Linked DNA regions of Oryctolagus cuniculus: region 1 is linked to region 2. Evidence: chromatin contacts called from public Hi-C data. All regions are on one chromosome and are shown on one strand. The core of a region is the stretch at or near the end of the contact, and the rest is flanking DNA. Distances in the headings are between cores, read along the strand shown. Region 1 overlaps BDKRB1 (bradykinin receptor B1). Region 2 has its middle 17 kb from the start of C20H14orf132.

Evidence for each region. A called contact is a pair of places that touch in the nucleus more often than the background predicts.
Region 1: a contact with region 2 is called in a Hi-C map of an unstated tissue, with 4 times the contacts expected there. The contact joins two enhancer-like sites. A contact is called at or near these places in 3 of 6 Hi-C or Micro-C datasets (ear pinna, psoas muscle and an unstated tissue).

What each region holds. Positions count from the first base shown.
Region 1 is chr20:40,659,712-40,663,050 of mOryCun1.1, forward strand. BDKRB1 (bradykinin receptor B1) reads left to right here. Exons shown (of 2, transcript NM_001082347.1): 2 at 2,172-3,254. The coding sequence starts at 2,182. The coding sequence ends at 3,240. Among named protein-coding and RNA genes, the nearest start is that of BDKRB1, 4.6 kb to the left of the region's middle. Within about 2 kb of position 1,465, at least 2 of the 8 cell types and tissues checked have an H3K27ac peak or open chromatin away from gene starts, as enhancers often do.
Region 2 is chr20:40,468,081-40,471,516 of mOryCun1.1, forward strand. No RefSeq gene overlaps it. Among named protein-coding and RNA genes, the nearest start is that of C20H14orf132, 17 kb to the right of the region's middle. Within about 2 kb of position 1,756, at least 1 of the 8 cell types and tissues checked has an H3K27ac peak or open chromatin away from gene starts, as enhancers often do.

The sequences.
Region 1 (3,339 bases), core at 215-2,714, 190 kb after region 2:
AGACCTGGCTGATCCAGCTCTCTGCTATGGCCTGGGAAAGCAGTAGAAGATGGCCCAAGTGCTTGGGCCCCTGCACCTGTGTGAGAGATCCAGCAGAAGCTCCCGGATCCCGGCTTTAGGTCAGATCAGCCCAGCTCCGGCCGTTGTGGCCATTTAGAGAGTGAACCTGTGGATGGAGGACTTTCTCTCTCTCTCTCTCTCTCTCTCTCTCTCTCTCTGCCTCTCCTTCTCTGTGTAACTCTGACTTTCAAGTAAATAAATCTTTTTAAATATCATCATCAACTTCACCACAAAGCTGGTAGTTGAGTGAGTTTGTGCCTTTGCTCTAAAATTTTATAAATTCTGTGAAATAAACCATCTACGTCGCTGGCAGAATTCTAAAACTTAATGCAATTACAAATCATGCAGGCACCACAGTCTATTCCATTACCATTCTGTTTTATTGATCTCTTCATTTAGTGAGGACACTGCGGCTACCAGGCCACAATGTGTGCTTGCATTACCCCACAAAAATGCAGTAACTTGTAAAAACTTTAAGCTGAATTTAAAGAAGGCCTGTAGTCTCGCTTGGCTGGAATGAACTTGCAGAAGCCCCCTCTGGTTCCAGGTGAAGGACTGAGTGGCGATTGGAATTCGCTGCTCTTTCTCTTGGAAGACTGTGAGGGTGCTGATAGTGCAGTCTCGCCTGTCAAGTTCTTACTGAGCCGGCGCCTAAGCAGCCATTGCTGTGCCTCTGTGCACGAACAGGTGGAACCGAAGAGCGGCTGTGTGTCCCGCGGCTTCTGTGACTATCGGGGTGAAGCCCGTGTCTTAGGGCACCATCTTCTTAAAATTAGTAACTTCTGGGGCCTGTGTTGTGGTGCCATGGGTTAAGCCATCACCTGCGGTGCCAGCATCCTGTATGAGTGCCAGTTTGTGTCCCGGCTGCTCCACTTCTGATCCAGCTCCCTGCTAATGCACCTGGAAAGCAGTGAAAGATGGCTGAAGTACTTGGACCCCTGCCCTCATGTGGGAGACCCTGATGAGGCTCCTGGCTGCGTCTGGACCCAGCCCTGGCCACCGTGGGTGGAAGATCTCTCTCTCTCTCTCTCTCTCTCTCTCTCGCTCGCTCGCTCTCTGTAAGTCTGCCTTTTAAATAAGCGCATCTTTAAAGGAAGCACTACTAAAGGAGCAGCTTCGAGTCACCACAGCCCCCAGTGATGTCAACGTCCACATTCTGTGCAAATCGCGCGTTCATCATCAGCTTCCTTGAGAAGTTCAGTACTTAGATGTGCAGTAATGTTTGTGTTTTAGCACATCACTGCCAGAATTTATTGCAAAATTTAAAAGTATTGCAAAATAAGAAAATAAACAGACAGTTGTGGATCTACGCCCTGCAATAAATAACAAAGCCGCCGTGGCCAGAGCCTCCAGCCTCGCCCAGATGCTGTGCCTTGGGCGTCTCGCGGGCACCGGGCCACCGTGGCTCATGTTTCCTGTGGGTCTGGCTGCCCAGCGCCTCACTGGCTTCTCTGTGCTTTCCCTCGGTGACTTCATCCAGTCGTGCGGCTTCCAGCTCCATCCATGTGGCTAAACTCCCGGATGTGTGTCCTTGTCTCAGACTCGTCCCTGAGCACGAGACTCATGTATCTCACCGTGCCCTTGATGTCCAGCGGACATCTCAACCCAAACCAGCCCCAAACTGACCTGCTCCCCTTCCCCCAGGTCCCGGCCCCATCTTCACTCTGCCAGCCCCTTCTCAGTCGGTGACAATGTCACACCTCCAGGTGCTGGGGTCAAAAGTGGCACCAGCCAAGTCCCCCCTTCTCACGCCGAAACCCAACTGAAAATGATGGCGGCGGTTCAGCTGCACCTGGAGTCTGACGGCTTTGCGCCGTGCCCACGGCCAGCCCTCAGCCGCTGGCCCGCCAGCCTGCTCACTCCCACTGGTGCTGACCTTCTCCTCCCTCTGGGCCGTTGGCACACGCTGGGCAGGGACTTTTTGTCTGTGTCCCAAATGCCACGCCCAGCGCCTGACTCAAAGGAGGTGCTCAGTGAACACCAACAGCGCACAGGCAGCCGAACACGACGCGGGCACGCACGGCACCCCTGTGCTGATAAAGCTTTATTGTTCACTACAGGCAGCAGGCTGGGTCCGGGCCCCGTGTTATTCCATGTGCTGCTCTTTTCAGGTCACTGTGGATGGCCTCACAGGGCCCCCTGGAGCTCCAGCCCTCCAACCAGAGCCAGCTCGCCCCTCCTAATGCCACGTCCTGCAGCGGCGCCCCGGATGCCTGGGACCTGCTGCACAGGCTGCTGCCCACGTTCATCATTGCCATCTTCACCCTCGGCCTCCTGGGAAACTCTTTCGTCCTGTCCGTCTTCCTCCTGGCCCGGCGGCGACTGAGTGTGGCAGAAATCTACCTGGCCAACCTGGCCGCTTCTGACCTGGTGTTTGTCCTGGGCTTGCCCTTCTGGGCAGAGAATGTGCGGAACCAATTCGACTGGCCCTTCGGGGCCGCCCTCTGCCGCATCGTGAACGGGGTCATCAAGGCCAACCTGTTCATCAGCATCTTCCTGGTGGTGGCCATCAGCCAGGACCGCTACAGGGTGCTGGTGCACCCCATGGCCAGCCGGAGGGGGCGGCGGCGGCGGCGGGCTCAGGCCACCTGCGCGCTCATCTGGCTCGCGGGGGGCCTCCTGAGCACCCCCACTTTCGTGCTGCGCTCCGTCAGAGCCGTCCCGGAGCTCAACGTCTCTGCCTGCATCCTGCTGCTCCCGCACGAGGCCTGGCACTGGCTGAGGATGGTGGAGTTGAACCTGCTGGGCTTCCTCCTCCCGCTGGCCGCCATCCTGTTCTTCAACTGCCACATCCTGGCCTCCCTGCGGAGGCGGGGGGAGCGCGTCCCCTCGCGGTGCGGGGGCCCCCGGGACAGCAAGAGCACGGCGCTCATCCTCACTCTCGTGGCTTCCTTCCTGGTCTGCTGGGCCCCCTACCACTTCTTCGCGTTCCTGGAGTGCCTGTGGCAGGTGCACGCCATCGGGGGCTGCTTCTGGGAGGAGTTCACCGACCTGGGCCTGCAGCTGTCCAACTTCTCCGCTTTCGTCAACAGCTGCCTGAACCCGGTGATTTATGTGTTTGTGGGCCGGCTCTTCAGGACCAAGGTCTGGGAACTCTGTCAACAGTGCAGCCCCAGGAGTCTCGCGCCCGTGTCCTCGTCCCGTAGGAAAGAAATGCTCTGGGGTTTCTGGCGGAATTAAAGCAGCTTGGACCCAAGGGGCTCAGCCTTCTCGTCCATCCTTCCTGATGTAGTAAATGTGGTTGTGGGAGGGCTGAGCGCCGGCCCGCACGGACGCCCA
Region 2 (3,436 bases), core at 506-3,005:
TGACAAATGCTGGGCGAGCTCTAAGTTCCCAGGTGACCCCAAGAGAGCTGAGGCCACTTCAAATGAATAAATAAGTCCTTAAAAAAAGGTAAAGAAAACCTTTTGTAAAAGAAGCCCCTACACTAAATACAGCTCTGTTGGTGGAATCCAGCAAACTTCCAAGGGAGAAAGGACCCAGTTCTCCTGTTCCAGGAGGTGCAAGACAAGGAAAGAGCTCCTGACTGGTAGAGGTGGAAAGGATGATGGCTCTGGTCAGCTGCCTTCTGGGGCTGTCCTAGTGCTGCCCGAGTCAGGCCAGGATCATCGCTGGACGCTACAACAGTGCGCAAGTTCAGTGGAGAACAAGACACGCTGTTCAGGGGACCTCCTCGCCGTTACTTGTGAATTCAAAGGGGGCAGTGGCAGCTCTACAGTACAGGAGCCTGGGAGCTAACTCCATAGCCAAGTGACCCATCCACAGTGGGATGATGTGGCACCCTGACAAGCACACACCCAAAATGTGTACCGTGCCTCTAACATGCCGGGTCATCAGATGAACCCAGCTAAGGGACCGTCTGCAAAATAAAAATACCAATGTCAAGAAAATTAAGCTAAGAAGCCGTTCCAGACTAAAGGAGACTAAAAAGCAAATAAAATGAAATGTAACACTAAATCCCCAAATTGGACCTGGCATTAGAATCAAAATGACCCTAAAGGACGTTATGGGACTATTGGTGAACTTTGAATGATTTTTTTCCAGAATATCAACATTAAGTTACCTGATTTTGATAATTATACTGTAAAATAAATGTCCTTGTTCTTAAATGTACATGATAACTGTGGGTAAGAATGTGTGATGTTGGAGAGCTTAGGCAAATGGTTCAGAGAAAAACCAATACAAATACGTGCTATAAAAAGAATGATAAATGAAACGCAGCAACGTGTTAATAACTGATGAGCTTGGGTGTGTAGTATGCGGGAGCTCTCCGCCGTATCTCGCAAGATCTTAGTGTCTGCACTGGTCTCAAAATAAAGCTACACAACAAAAGCCAGTGATGATTATATTCACCCCCACACACTTCCCAAGTAACCAACAAGAGCTGAATTTAGTCCGACAGTGGTGGTTTCCACACCTCTGTGACTGACACGTCCACACCTCTGTGACTGACACGTCTACACCTCTGTGACTGACACGTCTACACTCTGCTGGGCTCACACAGCTACAGAGCTAGCAGTGGCTGATGGGAGTTTGTCGAGCCATTTTCAGGTACATGAGAGCCGGGAACGCTGAGTAGACCAAGGGCAGTTCTCAGCGCTCCCACATGCCAACCGCTGTGGCCTCAAGAGCCAGCCCCAGTCCTTTTTTATTTATTTTTTATTTTTTTTATTTACAGGCAGAGTGGACAGGGAGAGAGAGAGAGAGACAGAGAGAAAGGTCTTCCTTTGCCGTTGGTTCACCCTCCAATGGCTGCTGTGGCCGGCACACCGCGCTGATCCGATGGCAGGAGCCGGGAGCCAGGTGCTTCTCCTGGTCTCCCATGGGGTGCAGGGCCCAAGCACTTGGGCCATCCTCCACTGCACTCCCTGGCCACAGTAGAGAGCTGGCCTGGAAGAGGGGCAACCGGGACAGAATCCGGCACCCCGACCGGGACTAGAACCCCGTGTGCCGGCGCCGCAAGGCGGAGGATTAGCCTAGTGAGCCGCGGCGCCGGCTCAGCCCCAGTTCTTGGAAGTCAAGGCGGTCAGCAGCAAACGGCAGCAACTCAGCCCCAGCGGCAGAGCAGGAGGTCAGTTTCCTGGCTTACTTGGCTGACGTTCCAGGCGTCCAGAGGTCAGGGGCCCAGAGGGTGCTGCTGTGAACCTGTCTCACTCTGTCTTGCAGTTCAGATCGCGCAGCTTCCACGCAGACGCCCCCTTCGTTGGGTCAGGATGCGGCCAGTTTCGGGGCCTCAAGGGAAAGGGGTGCTCTTCGGTCCCAGGGCTTCCAGAGGAAGTACTGGTTGGCTCCTGTGGCAGCACGCATCTGTTCTTTCTGGATTGTCAGATGTAAGGGCTGAGTGTCCGGGTCTGGGTCATGGGAAGATAGCTTCCTGAGGCTAAGAAGCTGGGAGGTGGAGGAGCGGTCAGCCTGGCCTAACCCCTGTGTTCCCCAAGCAAGAGCAGACCCCTCAGAGAAGGGAGCACCAGGACGGATGCCAGGCAGAGACCCGGATGTCAACTCCATCCTGCCCTGTCGGTGCCCAGTCCCACCTACCGCGGTCTTCCCACACCCTCAGAGACACCTGCTCCTAATGCACACAACAAACTCACGCAAGGGTGGCCCTCCATGCCTGCGGGTTACACATTAAAGAGTTAAACCAACTGCAGATCTAAAATATTTTTTAAAAATTACAATGGCACCAGCATCCTATATGGGCACCAGTTTGTCTCCTGGTTGTTCCACTTCTGATCTGGCTCCCTGCTAATGCACCTGGGAAAGCAGTGGAAGATGGCCCAGGTGCTTGGGCCCCTGCACCCATGCGGGAGACCCAGATGGAGTTCTGGGCTCCTGGCTTCGGCCTGACCCAGCCCCGGGTGTTGCAGTCCTCTAGGGAGGGATCCAGAGGATAGCAGATCTCTCCCTCTTTCTGCGACTCTGCCTTCCAAATAAAAAACATCTTAAAAATTATGTCAAAGCTGAAAATATTCATTTTTCTTGTTATTATTTCCTAAACAATATAGTGTAACAACTAATTTTGTGCTGTATTGGGTATTACACATAATCTGGAGATGACAAAGTACACGGGAGACGGGAGCAGGTTCCATGGGAAACTACGCCATCCTACAAAAGGGACTCGCGCGTCCGTGGGCCATGGGGTTTGGTAACCAAGCGGGGGGCCCTGGAACCAGTGAACGCCGTCTTCCCCATCTCAGAGCAGAGACCACCTCAAGTCACATCCGTGTGCCGGCGCGGGTCCCCAGCTCAGGTGAATTCCATTCCCCTTGATTAGACCTTAATGTAGCTTCCAGGGTCCAGCCACATCCGCACGGATTCTGAATCAACTCTCCCTCCTCACGCATCTCCTGTACCACAGCAGGCAGAGGAAGAAAAGCAAAGCTACAGGGAAAACCCCCTCGGGGGAAGGGGAACAACTCAAGACTGTCACTTCACATCACTTCTCTCGTGCACGCCAGCAAAGACGCCCCCTGGCAGTGGACAGAGTCCTGGGTCAGCCACCTCCGCCGTCCCCGCCTCTGCTGGCTGCTCCTTTGGAAGCCACATTTCTCTGGGATCCGCTTCCTGTTGCTGTAGGCCAGGACTGGGGTTCCCTCCAGAAGTGCAGCGGCCTGCAGACGCACTCAGGTCCTGGTCTTGTATTTGTTTCAGGACGATTCCTTGGACCAGCACCCAAAGCTGGAACTGTGCCCACAGTGTCGTCCCTGCACCCAGGCTGTGGCTTGGGAAATCCCACAGGTC